2 separate regions of the Callithrix jacchus genome follow, and region 1 is linked to region 2. Evidence: chromatin contacts called from public Hi-C data. All regions are on one chromosome and are shown on one strand. Each heading gives the region's core, a stretch centred on a gene start, on an enhancer-like site or on the middle of the called end of the contact. The rest is flanking DNA. Distances are from core to core; before and after follow the strand shown. Region 1 overlaps ESR1 (estrogen receptor 1). Region 2 overlaps ESR1 (estrogen receptor 1).

Region 1 (4,822 bases), core at 1,969-4,468, 120 kb before region 2:
AAGAACAAGGCAATAACAAATATAAAGAAAAAAATTACAGCTACATGACAGTTAGATCCAGCAATTAACTTATAATGTATCTGCTTCATATAAAAATGCTAAAATATGTAAGTACTCAAGAAAACTTTTCATTCTGAAGATGACCAGGAATTTTTGTTTGCCAGCTCAACTGACACTGAAAACCTAAATTTGCCTGTCATTCTCCATGCTTCCATGTAACCTAATAACCACCCAAACCACCAAAACGGTGGCCTCTGACAAGGTTGGGTTCCGATACTGCTGGCTCCTTCTTCTACAGCCCACATATTTATATGCTGATAGATACAAATACATGTAAGATTCTCCAATTCCAAACATAAGTTCACTTGGGCTGTAACACAGCAGTGACCCTTGAAACACAAATACCAAACTCCACATTTTTTTAGTTTCATACAAAACATTTTGTGCTTCATAGGAAACAATTAATTGTATCTATTAAAAGAACCCAAATGAGAAAATGTCTAACTAAATCTATCACTCATTTTAACTATAAGCCCAGAAAAAAAATTTAGCTTCCTCTTGCCTCGATTCATCTACATTAGTTCCTGAATGGATACACTGGGGCAGGGAGAAAGTCATTTCCTAGTCTTGTTTCCACACACACTTGAGTTCTTCTCCCTGAGCAACAAGAGTAACAGTCTAATTTTACCACAATACCACTTCTGAGAGTCAACTAAAGGAGCAAGGTGTCACTTCAGCCACTGTGTCTCTAAAAGTTTCTTTCAGTGATGATACCTTAATTTATTTTTCCACTGTCTTTCTCTTTTTCCTAAAATACTAAGCATAAACTAGGTTGGATAAATAATTGGCATTCAGTAAATAACCTTATTATTATCTCTTTAATCCATAAAGATCTTTCTTAACTTTTTTTTAAGACATGGTCTTGCTGTCACCTGAGCTAGAGTGCAGTGGCACTCCATATAAACACGACTCACCGAAACCTTGACCTCCTGGGCTCAAGCCATCCTCTAGCCTCAGCCTCCCCAGTAGCTGGGACCACAGGTGTGTGCTACTGCACCCAGCTAATTTAAAAAAATTTTTTTGTAGAGACAGGGTTTCAAAATGTTACCCTGGCTGGCCTCAAACTCCTGGGCTCAAGCAATCTCCCACCTCAGCCCCCAAAAGTGCTAGGAGTACAGGCATGAGGCATCACACCCAATCTTAAAAATCTTTTCAAGATAAAATTGTTTTATTAATAATTGAGATGTTTTGAACAAAGGTCATTAAATATTAAAAACTTTCGTAGATCATTTAGTGTTAAAAGTTTCTGCTACTGTGAACATATACTATTAAATAGTTTTATCATGTAGTGTCCACCCTAAATCTTTTTGGTGAATAGATGGTTAAAAATAAATTATGTCAATTTAAAAATTTTAGTCTCTTAGATTTTGATTTCAAAATATTCTTTTCTAACATCCAGGAAAATTACAGTGTGTTGATACTGAAAATGAACACATCTCCTATAACCTTGAAACGAGTTACATAACAAGTTATTGCTTGCTTCTTTTTCTCCTACTATTTCTCCCAGGACATCACAACCAGTTCTTGAAAAGCTATTGACTCTTAAAAGCTGAGTTTCACATTCTTACCTGGTACCCTCTTTGCCCAGTTGATCATGTGAACCAGCTCCCTGTCTGCCAGGTTGGTCAGTAAGCCCATCATCGAAGCCTCACTGAAGGGTCTGGTAGGGTCGTACTCGGAATAGATTATGGGGGGCTCAGCATCCAACAAGGCACTGACCATCTGGTCAGCTGTCAGGGACAAGGCTGGGCTGTTCTTCTTAGAGTGTTTGATCATGAGCGGACTTGGCCAAAGGTTGGCAGCTCTCAGGTCTCCAGTGGACCCCACTTCATTCCTGCCCTCCCCATCATCTCTCTGGCGCTTGTGTTTCAACATTCTCCCTCCTCTTCGGTCTTTTCGTATCCCTGAAAACACAGGGGGAAAACAACCAATTAATTTATTTTTTTCCCATGTAAACTTTTATACAAAACAATCTTCAAAGCTAACCGTCTTTCATTTTATGTGAAGAAATACTCTCAAGCAAGGTGAGCTGGTAAGTGTTTCACAAGTGTGTCTCCAAGAGAAAAAGAAAAAGACTTTGATTTGTAGCAGTGGCCAGTGTTCATGGTGTAAATGCTGCCACCATCGCAAATTTCAGGCCACTTGTCTGATATCAAGTGGCTTATAAAACTCCTGAAAATTGAACAGTGGGTGCTCATGAGCCCAAACAAACTGACTCTGACACACCAGGTAGGGTTGTGTGTGTGTAACAGGTGTTATAACAAGAACAGAATTCTAATTAGTTATTCTTAAAATATGATTTAGCATCAAAGCCTACTTCTGCTAGTAATATTGTCTTAATAGTAAATTAAAAGACAGTTTTTAAAAGCATGTAGTCCAAGGAGATGGGCAAGAATAAATAAGAATGACTTGCTCATAAGGTATATTTGAACAAACATGTGACTGAAATATATATATATATATATGTTATATATGTGTTTTTATATATAATATATTAAATGACACTTTAAAAACGTAGAGACACCATGAACTCTTCCCATTTGCTCAGTGTTAAAATAAACCTTTCTCATGTAATAGTAAAAATTATAATAAAGATTGTTATTACTAATATGCATTCAGCACTTACTACATATTTTAAGCATTTACATACTTGGAAGCAGTTTAGAACTAATTTAGTTCTTACAATAATCTTGTTAAATTTGAGAAACCATTAGTGAAATTAACCAACTTGTACAAGATCATTCTCTATTAAGTATGATTCCAGATTCTGGCTCTGAAAAGAAGTTTGCATTAACAAGTTTCAGGATATTGTCTAGGTACTAACTTAACAAACTGAATGACACCTAAAAGTAAAAGATGAGAACAGTGGTGTCTGACCAGCCATTGTCCCTGGTCAGGCATTTCAACTTTCATTGTCAGATTTGCCAATGAAGTTATAATATCTGAATTAAGGGAGATGATATTTCCACTGTAATCTCAAGTCATAGGCGCACACCTGATGTATCACACTCATTGGCTGGATCTGAAAATATAAGAAAAATCAGTCTACTCAAGTTACAGTAACTAGAAGCATAAGGAGACATGAAATCAGGTCATAGAGTGAGCTAGTGAGGAACAAAGAATGGTTAGCCTAGGGAAAAGAAAACACGGAGGAAGCAAGAGCACTGCCCTTAGATGGGTTGTTCTGCATAAGACGGGTTCAACTTGTTCTTTACCAGGCTAAAATAGAAGCAGGATGTGGAAACGTTTTAGTTACAGCTCAATGCAAAGAAGCCGTTTGTAACACTCAGAGCCAACAACAAAGATAGAAACTGCCATCATAGGAAATGATGAGGTGGATCGCTGGGTGTTTCCAAGAATAGGTTAGATGAGGACTTTCAAGGGATGTTCCCAAAGGGATTCCATTACCCAGAAAGTGTTTGCACTAGTTGACCTCCAGTAGACACTCCAATGCTGAGATTGTACTGTATGACTTTACCATCTTCTATTTGAAACATTAAAAAAAAAAAAGTAAGAGCAGGAGCCTTATGGTAGAAATCAGGGAAAATATATCAAAAGCAAAGAATTATTTTAGATTCAGATTTCTCAGGAAATTCTGAGATCAGTTTTGAGAAGATGAGTTCTAACTTGTATTTACCAACTTTGGGTGAGGACTAGGGTAAGAAAATGCCTGGTTCTTTGGTATTAGTCAGTGTATCACCCAAATACTATTTATAACTCTACTCCACAATTTTAGAAAGAAATTAAGAATGTGCTCAAGTCTTACAGGAAAGATGCAGCAGTGATTACAATCTTTTAATAGCAAATCTACATAAAGAAATAAAAGCAACTGATTTGATTAAAAAAGAAATGATTAGAAGGTGATATTGTTTTTCCTAAGGTGAAATCAGAGTCACCAAATTATAACTATACACAGCATTTTACCTTTTAAAAATAAAGTATTTTTTAAAAAAGCTCCTTCCATAAATGTAATTTATCTTCCTTTAAAAAGATTTCAAAGATAAAGAAAACCACAAGGTTAATGAAACAAAACAAAATGTAGTATTACCACCCACTTTAAAAGGCTTTCACAGTCATACTAAAGATAAGCTGATTTCCAACAGAAGAATTTTAGAATCAACTCATAAATTGATATTGGTGGTTACCAAAATATTATATCAAAGTATTTGTTCATTTAGTAAAACTCCATTCAATACTTACAATGTATATTCATGGAAGGTGCAGTGGTAAGCAAATACAGATCATGTTACCCTCTATCAATCAAGTTTCCAGCTTGCGGAGAGAAAGACATTGATCAAAAGTTATTCAGTATTTATTGATTGAATTAATGAACCAATGAACTGCTGAAAGCACAATGGATGGGAGGAAGTGACTGGGGAAGGAGACAAAGAAAACTTCTCTAAGAAAGGATGTTACATTTAAATCAGATCGTGATATGTCCCTTCTTGGAGGAATTTAGGAGTAGGCTACTTAGATGGCTTAGTTGTAGTACCATGTAAAGAAGTAAGTTGAACCACCACACCCATTTACATCTCACAACTGTATGACTCAAGTTGTTCAACACAAGACACACAGGTTTGGGCTTTGGAACAACAAAATACAACTGAAAAGGTGAGGAAAGAGTTGACTATTTATAAAATCATCAAATCATCAAGTAGGTGAAAGTAGATTCACTTAGCACTGACAAATATTTTCTTTAATATACTGATATGGTTTGGCTGTGTCCCCATCTGAACCTCATCTTGAAGTTACCTACTTTAAA
Region 2 (4,743 bases), core at 1,596-4,095:
AAAATAAATGTTCTTTCTGATAACCTGATAAGCCAGGCTGCAGATAAATGTTGCAGATAGTGATAAAGCTTTTACTTAAATTTGACTTCCACAGAAAGATATTTTATATCACCATCATTCCATATTTATAACAAAATTCCTGACCACTTAAATCTGTTTTTTAGCCTATGAAAGCACCAAAACAAATATTAACATGTGAATAAAATAGTAAAAAAACCTAGTGCTTGTTTAGCTTCTGTACCACTTTCACATATACAATCTCACTTGACAAAGTTACTATTGTTTCATCATTAATGATAAGTCTGGCATCTTTTCTAGTTTTTCCTGATATCTATGTTCCTCCCTTTGGCAGGTTCATACACCTGTCTTACAGATCCTTAAAACTATAAGAAACCAAAATTCTCAAACCTGAGAATTTTCCCAAATTATGAATGTCATAGCCTAAATATATTCACAAAAGTAAATAACAACTATAGCCAGGGATCCAAATTAAATGAGTGTGAGAAAGAAGATTAGAATAAGTGGCAATTATCCTTCAGGAGCTTTCTTCCAAATAGGTACAAGCCACATGGAGGAGGTGAAAATGAAATGGGGATTGAAGATGTGATTCCGTTTTCATCTGAAAATACGTTCATTCATGAGGGAATATGTGATTCTTTGTACTATTCTTAGACCAGCACAAAGTGCCAGGTAATCAGTAACCATTTAAATTAACAAAAAAAAGTAAGATCAGAAAGAAAGGGGGCTGAAATGTTACCTAAGTAAAAGAAAAAATGTATTGGAAACTTGAAAGTCACTTAAATCTCGCTTTGGAAATCGGTCTCTGTTCAAAGATAAGAAAGAGTTTTAAATGATTACCAGCGGACAAATTAGTTGTCCAAAATATGCAGATGGACAGGATACAAATTAGCAGGGCATTGGTTTTGAGACAAAAGGTTTATATATTTGCCAGGTTTTTTGGAGAAGTGAGTCTAATGTTTAAGAATACTGATTAACAAAACTGAAATAAGCATGCAGCATTAAATTCCTAATTTGAACTTTAAAAAGGATAGATAATATAGTTAAGCATTATCTTTAGTTTTATTTGAAGTTCCTAAGTTGTCTGAACTCAAAAAAGGAACCCAGGATAAGATGACTCCCCATTTCCTTCATCATGAAATTTGGGGTAACATCTTGCAAAATTTCAGCTTGCCAAGTAACAAATTTATATTAACAATAGTTTGTTGGGACATGTGACAATCTTTCTTATATTATTATGTGCCCAGAGAAATTTTATCTATTACAGTTCTTCACACACAGATATGGCTGCAGATTATGAAAGAAATGGAAGAAAGTAACCATAGCATCTCAAAGCTAAATGATGTGACCCGCACGTAAATTCTCTGAACATCCAGTATGACACTCAGGAGGACAGTACAAATAAAAAAGCTAAGAATCACATAGTAAAGCTTAGCCGAACTGACTAAAGGCACCAGCCTAATTTGTAAGGTAAAAATAAGAATAATCAAAATAGCATTTTGGTTTGTATAGATAAAAACAACTATACAGTTGCCTGATTTTTTATTTTCCACTGAATATATAATATTTTAGGCCATTAGCTCTCTTTTTCTTTGAATTCAATCCACAGTAAGAAATACATTTTACATCACAATCAGCACACAGAAGCATGTATAATTAAAACAGATTTTCAGGAAACAAAACTTATCCTTACTAAATACCACACATTCTGATATTTTCTATTATATTCCTTTCTGTTTTATTCCTTTTAAAAGAATATCCTAGACTCACTAAACTGGTTTCATGACCCTCTGGGTCATGACAAGCAGTTTGAAAATACTGCTTTCAGTCTCAAAACTTTTGATAACTACTTAAGAAACGTAAAGTTCCCTAAAAGAGGCTAACCGATCCTTTCCTTTACACTCAGAGTTACTTAAGCAGAAAAACTAAGAGGGGAAAAATGCTAAATAACATCTGTCCTTATGAAGAATTGCATAGATCCTTCTTTTCCTTGCTGGTTAATAAGAGGCAGAATTCTAACAACAGAGGAAAGACTTTCCAGGAAACAAAACACAGGAAAAACTGAAAATTTCTAAAACTGAATTTCCACACAGAGTCCTATTTTTGTAAGTTTTTTTTTAAACTTTTAAGTTCCTTGTCTTTTTTATTATTCTAAGAGTATCTGAATATCATTTGATGCAAAAAAAAATGTAAGATAGGGCATATTACACTGATACTGCTTATCACTGGGATGATGAACAATTTTGAAAAAGATGTGATCCCCTCTGTATTTGACCAGATTCACTTCGTAATTATTAGCAAGGCAGTAAATAATCCACCAAGGAGCAGTCTCATTAGTGCCCATTGAAATTCAGTGGCATTAATTTGCAATAAAAGAACTGAAAATTAAATAGGAAAAAATGGTTTCTGGATTCCATCATAAGGTTATGGAATTCACATCATACCAATGCCTTCCTTCACATCAAGGAGTTTAGAATGTTGTGTGGAATTAGACTTAATAGCTGTATTTTATTCTTCCATTTAAAAAAAAGGTGGGCAGAAGAAATCCTTTCTCTCTATTTTAATCCTAAATTAAAAGAAGTAAAATTAATTTGAAATACGCCAACTTTTAAAAGTTTTGTTCATTGTTTGTCTTTTATGTAAAGACAGCTTGAACCTGTGTGGCTGTGGGATGTTCTAAATTCCTCTAAAGTGGCTGAAGATGCACGCTGGAAACCCCCAGAATCTGCCCTTCAGCACCTTCTGGGACCAACCTGCACCTTAGTCCCCTTCTAAGATCCTTCTGCTATAAAGATCCCTGGAAATAGAACACTGAACAAAAAATGGTCCACAGCTTACAAAGCAGAAAGATGTGGGGACACCAGTCCAGACACCAGTGTACAGTTGGGAAATGCCTAATTCTGCACCAGCCATGTGGTGCCCTGAAGCTCCCAAACCCAGTCCAGGGTACACCTGTCCTGTGGCCACCTAGGCAGGTGTTCACCGGAAACACCCACCTAATCCCTCTGCAGGCCCATCAGGAAAAAAAAAAAAAAAAAAAAAGGAGAAACTGGACAAGGGAAAATGGGAGGAATGGGAGAGGGAGACAGAACAACTCTTGTTGGAAAAAAAAATTAAAAGGAGTATACAAAACCTTCACATCGAAGTCACAAAGTGTTCTCCCATGTCCTGGACCGGCCGCGCTCCTTCCACAGTGGCTGCGAGGCGCAGACCCCGCTGACCCCGTAGGACACTCCGGGGTATTCTCCCCAGATGGGACAGGCTCGTCCCTGGGCTGCCGGGAGATTATTTTTAAGCATTCGTGCTTCCATACGGCTAATTTTAAAATCGCGGGACACCTACAAATTTCCGGCTGTCAGAAGTCACATGCCAGCCACCGGCTCCAGCGCGGACTCAGACAGCTAACTCTGAAATCAGAAACTTGCTGTGACCCATTCAACTCCCAATCGCTTTCTAAAACCCCAGGACGTGGGGTGGGGAGGAGGGGAATCGCTTCCCAGAAAGTCATCACAGCAGACAAATTTCCAATCAAAGACTCTAAATGAAAGGAAATTTGGGGGCCACATTAAACAAAAACATTAAAAGGCTAAATAAAACTCCGCTGAGCTCCGCTAACTCCAAACAACCCCAGCTTTAAATGCCAAGCGCGGGACCTTCCCAAGTGACTCAAGGCACCTCATGTTTATTTGCCTGGAGGTGTTTTCCCCCACAAATAACTGCTGCTTTGTCTGGTTTTCCAACGTGTGTTTAGTTAGGAAGCCCCGGGCGTTCAGGTCTGCCTCTCGCACCGACTGTAGATGGGTGGAGAGCGCGTTTTTTTCAGCTGCCCTGCGAGAGAACTTGGCTCTGAACGCATCGCGGGCTGCACGCAGAACCCCCGGGCGAGCTGCACGCCCCGGGTTCCCTGAGCGCGCCCTCGGGTCGCGCGTCCCGCGGCTCCCTCGGCTCCCCCGGCTCCCCCGGCTCCCTCCCTCCCGCCGGGCGCGGCGGCCACCCCGACGACGGGCGGCGCGGGCGCGGGTACCTGTAGAACGCCGGCGGGCCGGCCTCGCGCACCGTGTAGCCGCTGGGCTCGTTCTCCAGGTAGTAGGGCACCTGCTGGCCGTGGGGCTGCAGGAAGGGCGACAGCTGCGGCGGCGGGTGCAGCAGCATCAGCGGGCTCGGAGACACGCTGTTGAGTGTGGGGAACCCCCCCAGGCCGTTGGAGCCGAACGCCGCCGCCTCGGACCCGGGGCCATAAGGGAGGCCAGACTGGCCATAGACCTGCGCGTTGGCGGCGGCCGCGGCGTTGAACTCGTAGGCGGCGCCCTCGGGGTAGTTGTACACGGCGGGCTTGCCGCTGTCCACGTACACCTCGCCCAGGGGCCGCTCCAGGGGGATCTTGAGCTGCGGACGATTCAGGGGCTCCAGCTCGTTCCCCTGGATCTGGTGCAGAAGGGCCATCCCGGACGCTTTGGTGTGAAGGGTCATGGTCATGGTCCGAGGCCGCCGGCAGGGCGCAGATCGGATCCCCGCAGTGCTGAAGGCTCAGAAGCCGTTGGGCCACCTGGAAAAAGAGCACAGCCCGCGGTTAGAGGCGGCGCAGCGCATGTCCTGCCGAGACGCGACTCGAGCTCGGGCCCCGGCCCTGCCCCGGGAGCCGGAGGGTCCGGTGGAGTCTGGCGACCCGATGGGAGCAAGTGCAGTCCCGGGACCAACGCCCTCCGCCAGCTCCCGCGCTCCCGG

What was found. A called contact is a pair of places that touch in the nucleus more often than the background predicts.
Region 1: a contact with region 2 is called in a Hi-C map of skeletal muscle, with 5 times the contacts expected there. The contact joins two enhancer-like sites. A contact is called at or near these places in 2 of 3 Hi-C or Micro-C datasets (both in skeletal muscle).

What each region holds. Positions count from the first base shown.
Region 1 is chr4:158,784,712-158,789,533 of calJac240_pri, reverse strand. It overlaps ESR1 (estrogen receptor 1), which reads right to left. Exons shown (of 9, transcript XM_054254535.2): 5 at 1,629-1,964. Among named protein-coding and RNA genes, the nearest start is that of ESR1, 250 kb to the right of the region's middle. Within about 2 kb of position 3,218, at least 1 of the 16 cell types and tissues checked has an H3K27ac peak or open chromatin away from gene starts, as enhancers often do. A contact at or near this core is called in skeletal muscle, where this site is marked.
Region 2 is chr4:158,660,758-158,665,500 of calJac240_pri, reverse strand. It overlaps ESR1 (estrogen receptor 1), which reads right to left. Exons shown (of 9, transcript XM_054254535.2): 2 at 4,043-4,564. The coding sequence starts at 4,494. Among named protein-coding and RNA genes, the nearest start is that of ESR1, 120 kb to the right of the region's middle. Within about 2 kb of position 2,845, at least 1 of the 16 cell types and tissues checked has an H3K27ac peak or open chromatin away from gene starts, as enhancers often do. A contact at or near this core is called in skeletal muscle, where this site is marked.